Linked DNA regions of Macaca mulatta: region 2 is linked to region 1. Evidence: chromatin contacts called from public Hi-C data. All regions are on one chromosome and are shown on one strand. Each heading gives the region's core, a stretch centred on a gene start, on an enhancer-like site or on the middle of the called end of the contact. The rest is flanking DNA. Distances are from core to core; before and after follow the strand shown. Region 1 holds the start of MSANTD4 (Myb/SANT DNA binding domain containing 4 with coiled-coils). Region 2 holds the start of AASDHPPT (aminoadipate-semialdehyde dehydrogenase-phosphopantetheinyl transferase).

What was found. A called contact is a pair of places that touch in the nucleus more often than the background predicts.
Region 2: a Hi-C map of fetal cortex germinal zone shows a contact between it and region 1, with 3 times the contacts expected there. The contact joins the promoter of AASDHPPT here to the promoter of MSANTD4 in region 1. A contact is called at or near these places in 4 of 14 Hi-C or Micro-C datasets (cortical neurons, fetal cortex germinal zone, fetal cortical plate and 1 more).

The regions. Positions count from the first base shown.
Region 1 is chr14:106,871,036-106,874,430 of T2T-MMU8v2.0, forward strand. MSANTD4 (Myb/SANT DNA binding domain containing 4 with coiled-coils) reads right to left here and starts at 1,701. Exons shown (of 3, transcript NM_001194188.2): 1 at 440-1,701. LOC144334600 (a long non-coding RNA gene) reads left to right here and starts at 1,984. Exons shown (of 3, transcript XR_013404563.1): 1 at 1,984-2,226.
Region 2 is chr14:106,925,010-106,928,650 of T2T-MMU8v2.0, forward strand. It overlaps AASDHPPT (aminoadipate-semialdehyde dehydrogenase-phosphopantetheinyl transferase), which reads left to right and starts at 1,342. Exons shown (of 6, transcript NM_001171189.1): 1 at 1,342-1,524; 2 at 3,099-3,324. The coding sequence starts at 1,342. It overlaps KBTBD3 (kelch repeat and BTB domain containing 3), which reads right to left and starts at 1,045. Exons shown (of 4, transcript NM_001260755.1): 1 at 936-1,045; 2 at 133-333.

The DNA.
Region 1 (3,395 bases), core at 451-2,950:
CACCATAAGATTTTGCTCTTAGAATCTGAGATCAATTTAGAAATTGCATTGTTGTAAATGTATTGGTACACGGTAGAAATAGCAGTCCTTTTGAAGTACCACTGAGTCAATATATTTTTAAAATTTGGCAGCAGCTGTTGCTATTGGCAGGGCCTATTTTTTACCAACAGTTCCTAACTCCATACCTCTAACTTACAAAGTGGTATCCTGTTGTCCCTAACTGACCTATTCTGAACTGATGAACTATTTCATTTAATAAAATGGGCTTTAATACCTTTTTAACCTGACTGAAATTGATATTGGGATGCACCTTAGATATCCAGTTTTGGCTTAATTGTGTGAAAATCTTCTTCTAAAACCTTGATATTTTCTGATTAAGTGCAAGAAAGTGCCAGCACTGATGCATCTGGAGTTGCTGAAGTTCTCTAGATATGCTTACCTGGATAAAAGCCATTTCTAGAAATGTTTGTCTTTCTGTCCTCTCCTTTATATGTTGGTATCCAAGTAACAGAAGCTTGGGGTTTCTACCATCCATTCATTCCCCAGTAATTTCCTCAAAAAATACTTATTGAGCTCCTACTGCGTGGCAGGCACTATTTTTGGTGCTGGGGATATAACACCTCAAAAAATGTGAAAATATGTCATTTTAGATGTCAAACACTATCCCTTTTGTATTGGCTGTCATCACTCTCATAGCAGAAAGGATTCAACAGCTGCAGTCTCTAAAACTTACAAACCTTCCATGCCCAATCACAGAGAACAGCCATTTTCTAAAATCCCATTTCACAATCGTTCTTTACTGGTTGGAAATAGGAATGAGATGTAAGTTCACTTAACCCGTAATCTTTGTGAAGATGACGCACCGCCAATGGCGTAATATAACCAGGCAACTTTTTACAAGCACTAAAACTTGAGAACGAAGTTCCTAGATACTTCATGATAAGACAGAATTAAGAAGTCTGAGGAAAACCAGACGGTAAGTTACGGATCAAAAAAAATTGAGGGTAAATTAGCTAAGCAGTTCAAGAAGAAAAGCATCACAAATCTACATATCAACCCTACCCCAATTCTCTTTAAAGTGTGACTTTCCCCTATATTCTTATAGGGGATTCACTCCCCTGCCAAAAACGATGTTCTTCTCTAAAACTCGTGGTAGGTACATAACAAGTTTACTCCAGGGTCGACGGTTATCAAAGTATCTTTCACCTCCCTCCCGCTGCCTCCTTTGGGACTGTCCAAAAACAGCCTCTGGGAAGAATCGAGTTAGACTGGGCTCCCGGAAAGCCACCCAGGGGAGCAGGGGCGCGCACCTGCCTCGGCCACAACGATGCGGTTGCTGCTGGTAGGAGTCCGGGTAGGAGTCGGGGCAACCTGGAAGATTTCCTCTCTGGATATTAAATGAGAGTCCCGACTGAGTGCCCAGAAACTTCTGTAATCTTGTTTCCGTGGCCTGGGCCCTCCCTAGCCTCCCCGGTCAGGCGACAGACGCGCGTGGCACTGCTCCCGAGCGTGCAGTCCCGCTACGCCGCAGCCCTCGGACCAAACCCGGCAGCAAGCGTTGCGGCCACTTGCCGCTGACCCCTCCGGGCCCCTCCCCACTGCTAGGGCACCCACTGGTCACGGAGCCACCGCTTCCCTGGCCCCCTCCTCAGGCACAGATCCGCTCACCTGCGACCCCGGCGGCACCTCCCCACCGTCGCCCCAAGGGGGGGTTGGAAAAAAGATGCTTCATTGATACCCCGCCCACTGACTGCGCCCGCCCATCTCCTACCACCCATTGGCTGATGTGGCTGCCGCTCATTTGGTAAGGCTCATCCATTGGCTAGAAGGATGTTGCCATTCTGGCTGAGAGCCCGCCCCAGGCCTGGCCTCACAATGGGAATCAAGTCCCAAACCGGTTCCGGGTTAGTGCCCTGGAATTCCGCCCCCTCGTGATTCACCTCCCTCTCTGCGCTCCGTCTGTGGTGCGCGGCTCTGTCAGTCAAGTGGACTCTAGGAAGGGATTGGCTCCTAGTGATCCGCTTGCTGCGCTGTTCCAACTGATTGGGGCACTGGCCGCTGCATCTGCAACTAGTCTCTTGTCCTTGACCTTCACCTGTTAAAAGGGCAAAGAAGAAGTGGGAACCGCGTGCTGCTCCAGTCGGGTTCCTAGACCAGCATCACCTCCTCGACCAGGCTGCGACCTAATTGGCCTCAGCCATTCCTCTAAGACTGCCCGTGCCAAAGGTCTCTGATGACTTCCATATGGCTAAATCTAGGAGTCACTTCTCAGTCCTTATCATGCTATACTTCTCAGAAGACATTTGATTTTTTTTTCTTTTTTTTCTTTTTTTTTTTTTTTTTTTTTTTTTTTTACCATTCTTCACTGTTTCCCCAAATACGTGCTTCTGCTTTCGTCTCTCCCAGTCCTCCTCTATATTCAAGTTTGCAGTTGCTTATTTTCTGCCGTCTCACGTTCAGGTGTTCGTGACTAGTGCACCTTTCTTTCCGCTGACTCTGTCCAGGCCTCTGTGGAGTCACCTGAATTCCATCAATAGCCTCCTAACTGGTCTCGCAACATCCTGTGTGCCGGACTGTAGTTCATTCTTCACCTTGTAGCCAAAATGAGCTGCTTAAAGTTTTTTAGTGGAATCTCACCACTGGTGATACAGTACAAACTCCTTATCGAACCTGAAAAATAAGGCACTTACTTTTCCTTCAAGCTTCATCTCTCAACATCATACCCACTTTTCTTCTTCCTTACCCCATTCCCTTTGCTTCTTTCAGTTCCTGAACTCTACAGTGGCCTAGGAAGGCAGTTGGCATTATTGTGTTTTCTCCCTGTTTCTCCGCTATGCCTAGCATTCATTTTAGAAATTCCTTTCTAAAGGAAGGCTTCCAGAATTATCTCCATTCATCCTCCCTCCACTTCCAAGCTTTCCCTTCCATGTAGGTTTGCCAGATAAAAATAGGACGCTCAGTTAAATTTGAAGTTCAGGTTAAAAGCAAATAATTTTTAATCTGTCCAGTGGAATATTTGGTATCCATATGTTTATTTGCTAAATTTTTAAAAATAAAAATTTTTATTTACTAAATCTGCAAGCCTACTTCAGCGAGCTCTCATCACGGCCTTTCCTCTGACAGCTCTTATCACATATTTTATGTGGGTGGGGCTTTTCTTGTTCACCGTTATGAATAACGCAGTGCCTAGAATGTAACAGACACTCAAAAAAGATTTGGTAAATAAATGGTGGAATATTGTGGACGAATGGTGAATCCTTGCTGGATATTCTTGGAGGAACTCTCTCATAAAATAGGAAGTAATTATGAAATATGCTCTTTAAAATGTAATGATCGGTTTAACCTTACAGATTGTTACTTACGACTTTGTCAGTAAGCATAGACATGCTTGTCAA
Region 2 (3,641 bases), core at 92-2,591, 54 kb after region 1:
ATCTACTTTCGAGGGATTTGGGGGGCTTATGATATCACGAAAAGTTAATGAAGACAAGTATGGATAAAAACATAATAGAACCCATCTTAAATAGGACAGAAATCATAGGCAGGTAATTGTGTTAATTAGTACCGCTGGCCTTTGGCTGATATTTCCGGGCAGTCAGAGGAAGAAGGAAATCGGCTGAATCCCGCAGTACTGCACTTTAATCGACCTCCAGGTAGTCATTTACAGTCATCTGCAGAGACCAACTTTTCCCTGGACCAAAACCTGCAGGGCACTTGGATCGCGTGGGCTTTCATACGAGAGTCAACAACAGCCTACACGGAACAACTAAGGAAACAGACATACATCAATATGACCCTTCGCAAAGTCTGAGAAAATAACTGAGTAAAGTTATTTACTTGTTTCTGCGGCTAGAGCAAGGACCTCTTGTCATGATGGAAACACTGATGCCTCAACAATGGAATCCTGTTTTCTCGCTAGGGCTGTAGCCCAGGCTTGGCAATAGCAAAACAGCACCTGGGTCGCTTCATCGCCCCAAATAAAAAGCCAGCATTAGCCCAGCTGCTCGCTGGCAGCCTCTGATTCAGGCGGGGTCGGAGTCCCGCACTGGGGGTAGTGCCTCGGCTCGGCCTTCGGAGGGAGGGTTTCAGGTTGCCTGCTGCTAAGGGTCGGGAACATACTGTGTGAGGGTGGGTGTTAGGCCGATGGGGATGGGGGTAGGGAAAGAAGCAACTCAGGGCTGCCGCGTTGCACAACTCCAGGGGGCATCACTGCAGACCCCCTCCTAGAGGTGGAAATCTCTCGTGCCCCGTACACGAAGCAGCTGAAGCCAAGGACATTCTCTTCTCTGTGGGCCACAGGGGCCAACCCAGACCCCGAGAATAAGGGCTACGATCCCACTCCTCCCTCAGACCCCGGAGCTCACCCACCTGCAACTGCAGTCTCCGAAGTCTCCACCCCAGTCTCCCTGCCTCCAGAGGACTGGTTGCGATTGGCCTGCACCGCTGTCCCGTCAACTCTTCCGCAAGTGTGAGTGGCGTAACTGCCGGGCTCTTGGCCTTGGTCCCGCCCTTTGCGCGCCTCCGAAGCCACGCCTACGTGACGTCATACAATGCCGCAAAGCGCAGAGCTGATCTCCGTCTCCGCCCCCAGCTGCTTTCTCCGAGAGGAGGTGGCTGAGCTGGGGGCGGGCTGGGAGGGCTGTCGGTGGGCCACGTGCCCATCTGCGTAGCGACGTCCCGCCCCCTGCGCACGGACGCCGGGAAGAAGGGGGTGGGGCCACGTTTGCGACCGCGCCATCAGGCCCGAGGTAACGGCGAGGTCTGCTTGCAGTGTATGGTTTTCCCTGCCAAACGGTTCTGCTTGGTGCCATCCATGGAGGGCGTGCGCTGGGCCTTTTCCTGCGGCACTTGGCTGCCTAGTCGAGCCGAATGGCTGCTGGCAGTGCGATCGATTCAGCCCGAGGAGAAGGAGCGCATTGGCCAGTTCGTCTTTGCCCGGGACGCTAAGGCAGCCATGGTACTACAGGTCTTTTTTGGTATTTACAGCCTAGGAAGCAGATGTTGGGGGAGGCGGGCCGGGCTGTGGAGACCCCACACTCTCGCGCTGGCGGCGACCTTCTCGCTGTGGAGCCCGTGGCCGGTCCGGGCGACAGCAGCCGGCGCTGCGGAGTTGCGGGCGACGCACGGCCTGGTTTCCACGGCCTTTGTAACCGCCTCGGAGGCCGCGATGGCTGTAAAAATTCTTTCTTTTCCCCTGTTATTTCAAATGGAGACCCTCCTAAACTGTGAAATAAGTGTAAGGAAGGCCGACAAAATTGTGTTTTTCTGTAATGAATGTTTTTATGTCTTTATCTTTAAATGTTATTTTTTTTCTTTGCGTGGGTTCATAACCCATGCTTATTCTGCCTGTTAAATATCCCACCATTCTCCGAGGACTCCCTGCACGTGGTAGGCCCTAGAAATTATTGACAGTATGATATAGTTCGTAGCCCTGCGCTTCACGGGATTGAAGCCAATGAACCTGAAGCCGGAGAGGATACCTTCCTCACTAGATGCCATGGGAAACAGTATTTTACGTAGATTTATTTTAGCTATTATTTTGAAGCAACAAATGGAAAACGGGATTTCCAAACAAATAATCTCTACAATATGGTGCAATTTGAAACAACCGTGAATTACCATCATTTAAAAGACAGTCCTTTCTTAAAAATGTCCCATATTGAAACACCTTTCTGTTTGAAATGTTGACTAGTTGATAATTATAAGGCACATTGGTGAAAATTTTTTACACTTATAATTTGTAAGGAATTGTGAAATGAACTACTTTTAAAAGCCTGCAGTTTTTAAAAGTCAGTGTTAGAATTGAAGAAGAAAAAAACCTGAAAGATATTTTTAAAAATACATACTTTGTCATCTTATATTCTTGCTTTTTTTGTGTGTGTGTGTTTAGTAATTATTTAAAAAATAATATTTGGAGGTGGGAGAGAGCAGAACAAGATAGGTCATGCCTTGCTAATCGTTGAAGCTGGGTGATCAATATATGGGATCTGGAAATACATATGCGCAGATGTAGATACAGGACGGCTGTCACTGCAGAGTTGTTTATGACAGCAAGTCTAGAGCGAGCCTAAAATGTCCAATAAAGGGGAAATAATATTATGAAATATGCTACAGTTAAAACTGCATGGACCAGACGGATGTGTACAGACATAAAATAATTCCCAATACTTATAAATTTAAAAGCTTATATGTGGCAGAATACTACATAAGTATAATCTCATGTTTGTGTTTATATGTAGAGTTAGCAAAAACATGTAAATGCACATATATTTAAATCCAGAAGAGACTGACAGGATGCCAGCTGTTAACTTTGGTCGCTAGCAAAGGAGAGGGAATTGTTAAGGCGGGCTTTAACTTGTTATCTACTTAAGCATTGGTTAAGTTTAAATTAACGTGTGTTTAATCCTTAAGTATTTTGAAAAGTTTTAAAAATGAAAATTTTAGAAACCAAAAAAAAAATACTTTTACACGTAGTGTGGTTGTATCTTTGGCAGACATCAGTACATACCAAATGTTTTATGTACTTAACAGGCTGGTCGTCTGATGATAAGGAAATTGGTTGCAGAGAAATTGAATATCCCTTGGAATCACATTCGTTTGCAAAGAACTGCAAAAGGAAAGCCAGTTCTTGCAAAGGACTCATCGAATCCTTACCCGAATTTCAACTTTAACATCTCTCATCAAGGGGACTATGCGGTGCTTGCTGCTGAGCCTGAGCTGCAAGTTGGGATTGATATAATGAAGACTAGTTTTCCAGGTAACATTTCATTTTTGTAGTACAGCAGTTAAATGTCTTGATGCCTCAGTTCTTACCTATTGAGTAATCTCAGGCCAGGAAATGTATTAGAGATATTTAAGTTTAGAGAAAATGTGCTTAGTACACAAAGGTAATGGAGAGCATAAATCTGAAAAGGGTATATTTCCATGACTATTTACAGACTTACAAATAAATAATAGATTATCCATTACTGGTGATCCATATAATACTTTGCCTAGAGGTAAAGTGAAATTCTTTTTGAATTTTACTTCAACTTATTTCACTTAAACATTAACCACAATTTTTCAGTCAAATTG